Linked DNA regions of Danio rerio: region 1 is linked to region 2. Evidence: chromatin contacts called from public Micro-C data. All regions are on one chromosome and are shown on one strand. The core of a region is the stretch at or near the end of the contact, and the rest is flanking DNA. Distances in the headings are between cores, read along the strand shown.

Region 1 (3,638 bases), core at 1,048-3,547, 140 kb before region 2:
TTTTAATAGATCAGGGTTGGTTGACCCTGGAAATAAATACTGAATCTGAGCTCACAACGTTGGTGTCAGTAATTTGTCTATTAGCATGAGTTATGAAAGCATCTCTCGGCATCCTATTTTAAGGAAATATGAGCTTCCGACGGAAGCAGTGTTGTGTTTGTTTACTCAATCAAACCCACCCTCCCTGAGCAATATGCAAATAACCAGCCGCCTACGTCATTGGACATCAGTTTGTGCCTCAGAAATGAACCTTTCGTCTTACCTTTCGAAGATATCTGCTCTTTAGGGCGGTTTTACTTTTACACTCGTTGGTTCTAATTTGTCATTGTTAATCAAACAGGTAAACGACAGGAAAAGCCACTTCTCATTTATAAATGTGTGTGAACGTGAAAGTGTGTCCCCTCTGAAAGAATGAATGGTTCAGTCCAGCCTCCGGCTGTATGCGGAACTCACGCTCGGTACAGTAGTTGATGGGGAAATTCGATTCTTTTTCAGGGAATCGGTTCTCTTGAACAGTTCGTTTCAATGAATTGGGTAGCTTTTTATTTTTTGTCTGAATTCATGTAATTTATTCCGACAATGCAATCAGACAATAGTGTTTTTTATTATAGAACAAAGGATCCGACACTTTAAAGTCAAACTATTTTAGGATGTTTGCTTATTTTATTGTAAAGTACGTGCACCATATAGAACAGAACTTACAATAAGGGAAATAATAAATCTGCTGGGAAAAATGAAAATAATTTCTTTACATCATCATGCTGTCTATGACAATCTGGCTTTTTCTTGTATTTTTTTTCAGTAAAACATGACTTGGGAACTGCATTTTGATTTGTACTATATTTGGACTATATGTGAATGGTTTACGTCATAATTACATTACAATGCATTGTGTTCTTGTGAAAATACCATATCCCAGCAAAAAACAAGTTATGTTCATTTAACTTTGCTTCCATTCATTCATTCATACTAATTTGGGATCGCCACCGTGGAATGAACTCCCAACTTATCCAGCACATGTTTTACACACCAGATGCTCTTCCAGCTGCAACCCATCACCAGGAAACATCCATACACACTCATTCACACTCATACACTACGGACAATTTAGCTTACCCAATTCACCTGTACATCTTTGCACTTGTGGGGAAAACCAGAGCACCCGGAGGGAACGTGAACAGGGAGAACATGCAAACTCCACACAGAAATGCAAACTGACCCAGCCGGGGCTCGAACCAGCTGTGAGGCGATCATGCTACCCACTGCACCACCGAATCCCTGCCTTTGTTTAGTTCCCACTTATTTATTTTTGGGATCTGAAACATCCTGACCTTGTGGGAACAAGCAAAGATAACATTTCAGGAACAATACTGGACTCAATATATATATATATATATATATATATATATATATATATATATATATATATATATATATATATATATATTTTTTTTTTTTTTTTTGCTTGTTTAAACTACTCATTAAAATTTGCTGTATCAACACAGTTCTTGAGATTTTATTGGGACAACTTAATTGTTTTTGTGTTTAATCCATATAAATTTGTTAAAAGTTTGACGTTAACTTGATCAATTTGTATTGGGACAATATGAATGGATTGTCTGGAACCCTGCATTTTTACAGTGTGCGTCTTCAAACCTATAAGAAACGAACGTTAACAATTTTTTTTCTGTAAACCAAGCTGGCTTGTGCAAACATTAGATGTTATAGCACATTTTTTTGCATCAGCCTGCATGTGCATTTCCATACAAAAAAGACATTTCAAATTTTGACTTTACTTGGTGTTAATTACTTAAGAATCATATTTAATTTTGCTGTAGTAGGTTACACAAAGTAAAACACATTGCTCTTTTTATCATGGTCATTCAGGTAATGTAAGTTAAGTTAATTGTCCAAAATGCCCCATAGTATGCAGATAGTTGACCCAAAAATGTAAATTCTCCCATCATTTACTTACGTTACCCTAGACTTCTCCTAGAGTTTTTTTTTTCAATTATTCTGTTGAACAAAAAATGCATTGACACCCATACTAAAAAACAAATATTATGGAAGCCAAATGTTAAATGCTTTCCAACATATTTCAAAATATCTTCTTTTGCGCTGAATAGAACAGAATAGTATAGATGGCTGTTTTTTTTTTTTTTAATTTTGGCTGAAATTCAGTTCAAGCATCGTTTCCCTGTTCATTAGGAGTTAGACTGATTCAAACAAATCGTAAACAATTGAAGAACCGGTTCAACTGATTCAATGAAAAGAACCGACTCAAGCGAACGATTCCATCACGTCGCTATCGTACAGTCAGTGTGCAGGCAGAGAGAAACAGGAGGAGGACGAGCAGCGTTTATCTACAGGCACAATCACCACCGCATCACTGACTGGGCTGCTGCTGTTGCTGCTGCAAGACACGGTCGTGCGGTCTTTGCGTCGCGTTGCGCCACTGTCACATCATGAGCTCGTCATCGTTGCAAGCGAGCAACGCGCTCTGAGACGCTGTTTCGCCGCAGCAGGGCCACAGAAACACGGCTAAAGCGAGTAGCGGCGGCGTTAGCTTCTGGAGGTCAGTATCTGTTTTACTCCTCTTGCCTAACCTTATGTTAACTCGTATGTGGTGCTCTTGTTATGGTTAGCTCTGGAGCAGCGGTAAAGTTAGTGATGAAATGGATGAAGGTGTTTTCGTTGTAACGGTGTGAAAATGTACGCAGCTGCTTGTATAAGCAGCTTTGACAGCTAGCTATTTGATCCTGTTAGCCACTGCTAGCCGCTGGTCTTTATCTTTCTCATTGTAAATGTGTGTTTCACTGGATCTCTGCTTATAATATATGATCAAAGACTGTCAAATGTCAGGAGTGCCTGATAACAGGGCTGTCGATAGGCAGGGCTCTCATCATTAATTGATGCCCTCGGAGTCAGTGCATCTGATGAGGCTGAATGACACAACAGAAGGCTATAAATTACACACAAAAAAGACCTGCACCCCTATTCGTCTAAGATCCCGAGCAGATGTCCCTGTGTGTGTGTTTGCTCTCCAGAGGTCATAAGGACACGGGTTTTCTTTCCTGAGGGGGTTTGGATGTAGTGCTGTATTCAAGTCATCATGTTGTCGTGATGACGATGGTGGTGATGATGATGATGATGATGTGATACACGTAAAGCACGGCTCCACGGTACAGTTTGACCTCCCTGAATTTGTTTGAACAGCTTTTCTCTGTTGGGACACTGGAATAGCTGCGACATCAGGCCGTGTGTAAGATGACTTCAGTGGTGTTGTTTCTCTCCTGGGTGAAATGTGAGACGGCTCTTAGCTTTTGTCAGTTCAGTTTTTGTGTTCTGTCACTTGTTTGCAAAATATTCTCCTTGTTCAGTCGTTCATGGATGAATTCATTGGGTTGAGCTTATAGTATTATATTTGTGTGAACAATCTTTCTTTGTGTATTTGAGTATCATTTATGTTTCTTGATATTGTTCATCACTGTATAGTTAAAGGCAAAGGTTTTGTTAAACGCAGAGTAATGTGTTTAAAATACAGTTTAGGATATGGACAAGGTGGGGTATGAAAAATAAATGCAAATCTAGCCCAGATTAATGGCTTTTCATTAAAGGGATTAGTTCACCCAAAAATT
Region 2 (3,285 bases), core at 289-2,788:
TTGAATTAAATTCGAAATAAAATTTGTTCATGGTGTATTTTCAGCAATTGTACTGCTCTGCTGTCAGAAACAGAACCAAGAAATGATCAATCCTTAATTTAAAAATCTTACATTTAAAATTCGTAAAGGACTATGCAATGATGCGCATTTTATCGATATTTCAGAAATTACATTTGAAGATTACCAGTATTCCATTCAACAGATTTTAATAAAGTTTGACTGTTTAAAAGTGTCAATATAGTTTTAAAAATGACATTTTCAAAGCATCATCATTACTTTGATATTTTAATGTAAATGTTCAGTGTAAGATATTTTAACGTAAATGTTCAGTGTAAATGAAATGTTAGGTATAGTAAGGAGTTTTTATTATGATACTTTTGGGGGAATTTAGAAAGGTGCTTAATTTAAAATTAAAGGCGCTTTAAAAGATCATTGAAAGCCATTGAAAGTCATTGAAGCATGCTGTTCATGAAAGAGTGGGAACCCTGTGTATGATTCAAATGCTGTATTAATGTGTAATCACGTGCCATTGAACTTGCTGGGTCAGTTGGCATTTCTGTGTGGAGTTTGCAGGTTCTCCCCATGTTGGCGTGGGTTTTCTCTGGGTGCTTTGGTTTCCCTCAAAACTCCAAAGACATGCGTTATAGGTGAATTGGGTAAGCAAAATTGGCCATAGTTTATTTGTGAATGTGAGAGTGTATGGGTGTTTCCCAGTGATGGGTTGCAGCTGGAAGGACATCCACTGTGTAAAACATGCTGGATAAGTTGGTTCATTCCGCTGTGGCGACCCCTGGTGAATAAAGGGTCTAAACCGAAGAAAGGAATGAATAAAATAGTATCAGATTTAGTGGCCATCATTTGTTTTTTTAGGACAGAATGAAGTTACTCTGCCCTCTGCTGGTCCCGTGTTGAAAAAGCAAGTCGTTTGACCGGACTCAACTTTCATTCAGCTCATGATGATATTTCACAGGTTGTTTAAATCTACACTATTTTCAAGCTCTTAATTATCCACTAATAACACTGATAACCCTAATCTTTCTCAAAAGGACATGCCTAAAACTATAACCAACCCAGTATGATGCAGTAAATATGCGACCTCTAACCTCTTATGACTAAACACATTCCTATGATGCATAAAGAACATAAAAAATGGCAAAAAATAGCATGTTTCTTTTGTTTTAGGTCAGTGGAAAGCAGATCTGTGTGACCTGTGTGTTCCCATAGACACGGGGCACGGGAGGAATGCTCATGGGCGACAGGTGCTCCTCCCTTCAGGGAATATCATTAGCTCGGGGACTCCGATCCCCCCACCAGGATAAACCTTTGACAGTGACAAGGTGTGTATTAGTGACGTATAGATGGAGATTGACATTTAGTTTCAGTCTTCATGGCAGTTGACGCACATCACTGCTTTATTTGCTTGTTTGCATCTAGGAAGTGTGATGCAGAGGTGTGGTTTTAGGTACACATTCAGGAAAGGCCAGTTCCCTGATCCCTCCCCTCGCCTCTTGTCTCTGGATGCAGTTTCTAAGCTCTCAGATGATTCTGTTTCAAGCTGAGCCCACCAGTCTGCTCTCAGGTGAGCATTTTTATTTTATATACACCGAAGCCTATTGAGGAATGTTGCTCTGTTTTAAAATTCAGCTGGCCTGGTTTGATGTGAAATGGGGTTTAGGTATTAGATGTCAGTGGGGTGAAGGCAATCGGAATTGTTGGTCCATCAAAGAAAGATGTTAGGATTAGATCAATTTCAAATCATTGGGATGATTGACATACTTGTTCAGAGGTTTAATAAATCATTAATTTTAATCTGATAACCTAAAATTAGTACAGTGAAATAAATATTGCGCTTAAATTTAAAGAGATACTTTAATCAAAACTGAAAATTCTGTCATCATTTACTCAACTTCTGTCTGTTTGAGTTTCTCTCGTTCATTAAACTCAAAAGAAGATATTTCCAGAATGTTGGAAACCTTTAGCCATTGGCATCTATAGTAATTTTCCCCTATAGTATGGATGTCAGTCTTTATTCAAAATATCTTGTGTGTTCAACAAATAGAAACTGGAACTAGTTCTAAAAATAGAACTTTTATCAGAACTTTTATCACTTTTAACCAGTTTATTGTGATGGTATTTTTTAAATTTTATTATTTTTATTTTTGAAAGGTGAATTATCTCTTTAACCTAACACGACACTTCTCATCTCAGTACGTGGAGTTGCTGTTTGTTGATTTTGTCACAAACTTTTAGAAAAGACGTGTCACTTATGCATTACTAAGAAACCTGCTCTGGCACATTCTCAGATCATTAATAGAATATTTTCCTCCAGGATGTTTTAAAGAGTGTCTAATGGCATTTTTTTGTATTCAACCCACATTTCTAATTTAATCCACATGTATATCTTAATAAAACAGACATCATTTCACTGTGACTTATAATGATTCAAAATCATTCTGGTAAACATAAACTATATTTTTAAATGTATAAAAAAAGATACTTTTAAATGATGAAATAGGAAATAAAAATTACATTCGATAAATATTTTAAAAAGAAAACAGTATGTTTACAAATAATCAACATCTGTATGCAGCATAAAATGTCCCTGATTTTATCTACTCCCTCAAATACTTTCATTTAAATAACAATGATACTGTATAATCGCAGTCGTTTTGATGTTTTGTTGTCAATAAATAGTAGCAGATAAACTTGCCAAACAGGAATAGCTGATAAGTGACGTTGTGATGAAAATATTCATTCAGTTGGTCACCTGAAGTAAAGGTGTGTCCAACCAAAAGCACATCAAAATAATACTAAAAAGCAAATATCAATTCATTTTTTAATTTTCGTTACATGCCATATCTACGTTTCATTAAAAGTATTTACAGTATTTCTAGAAGTATTTGAGAGGAAGTCACTTTGTTCTGGTTTGATTTGGAAAAAAGGCACTTAAAATATGTATCTAAATTTAGTTTGGGTGTGTATGAAGTATTCTATACAAACAATTGAGAATATTGTTGCTCACCTCATGTTACTGCAATGCAGTAACATGGTTGAATGGTGTATGTTACACTTGCATCAAGAGGGCTTAGATACACTTCAGTGAAAAGGACTGAACAAAGGACTGCTAAAATGAAGTTTCTGAGAAATAGACTGAAGAGCACTTTCATTGCGTAGATGAGAGGCATCTTAGGATTTTGCTTCACTCAAATGTTGATTGATTTTTTAAAATCTTTCATCTTTTGATTGATTCGAGCTTTAATAGTGCAGTGGTAAATTAAATATACT

The links. Hi-C and Micro-C count contacts between places; a contact is called where the count stands out from the background.
Region 1: a Micro-C map of caudal fin shows a contact between it and region 2, with 4 times the contacts expected there. The contact joins the promoter of madd here to the promoter of si:ch211-98n17.5 in region 2. A contact is called at or near these places in 2 of 18 Hi-C or Micro-C datasets (caudal fin and an unstated tissue).

What each region holds. Positions count from the first base shown.
Region 1 is chr7:34,477,570-34,481,207 of GRCz12tu, reverse strand. madd (MAP-kinase activating death domain) reads left to right here and starts at 2,297. Exons shown (of 32, transcript XM_073908709.1): 1 at 2,297-2,575. It overlaps nr1h3 (nuclear receptor subfamily 1, group H, member 3), which reads left to right. Exons shown (of 11, transcript NM_001017545.3): 11 at 1-55.
Region 2 is chr7:34,337,258-34,340,542 of GRCz12tu, reverse strand. si:ch211-98n17.5 reads left to right here and starts at 1,538. Exons shown (of 4, transcript XM_021471992.2): 1 at 1,538-1,579.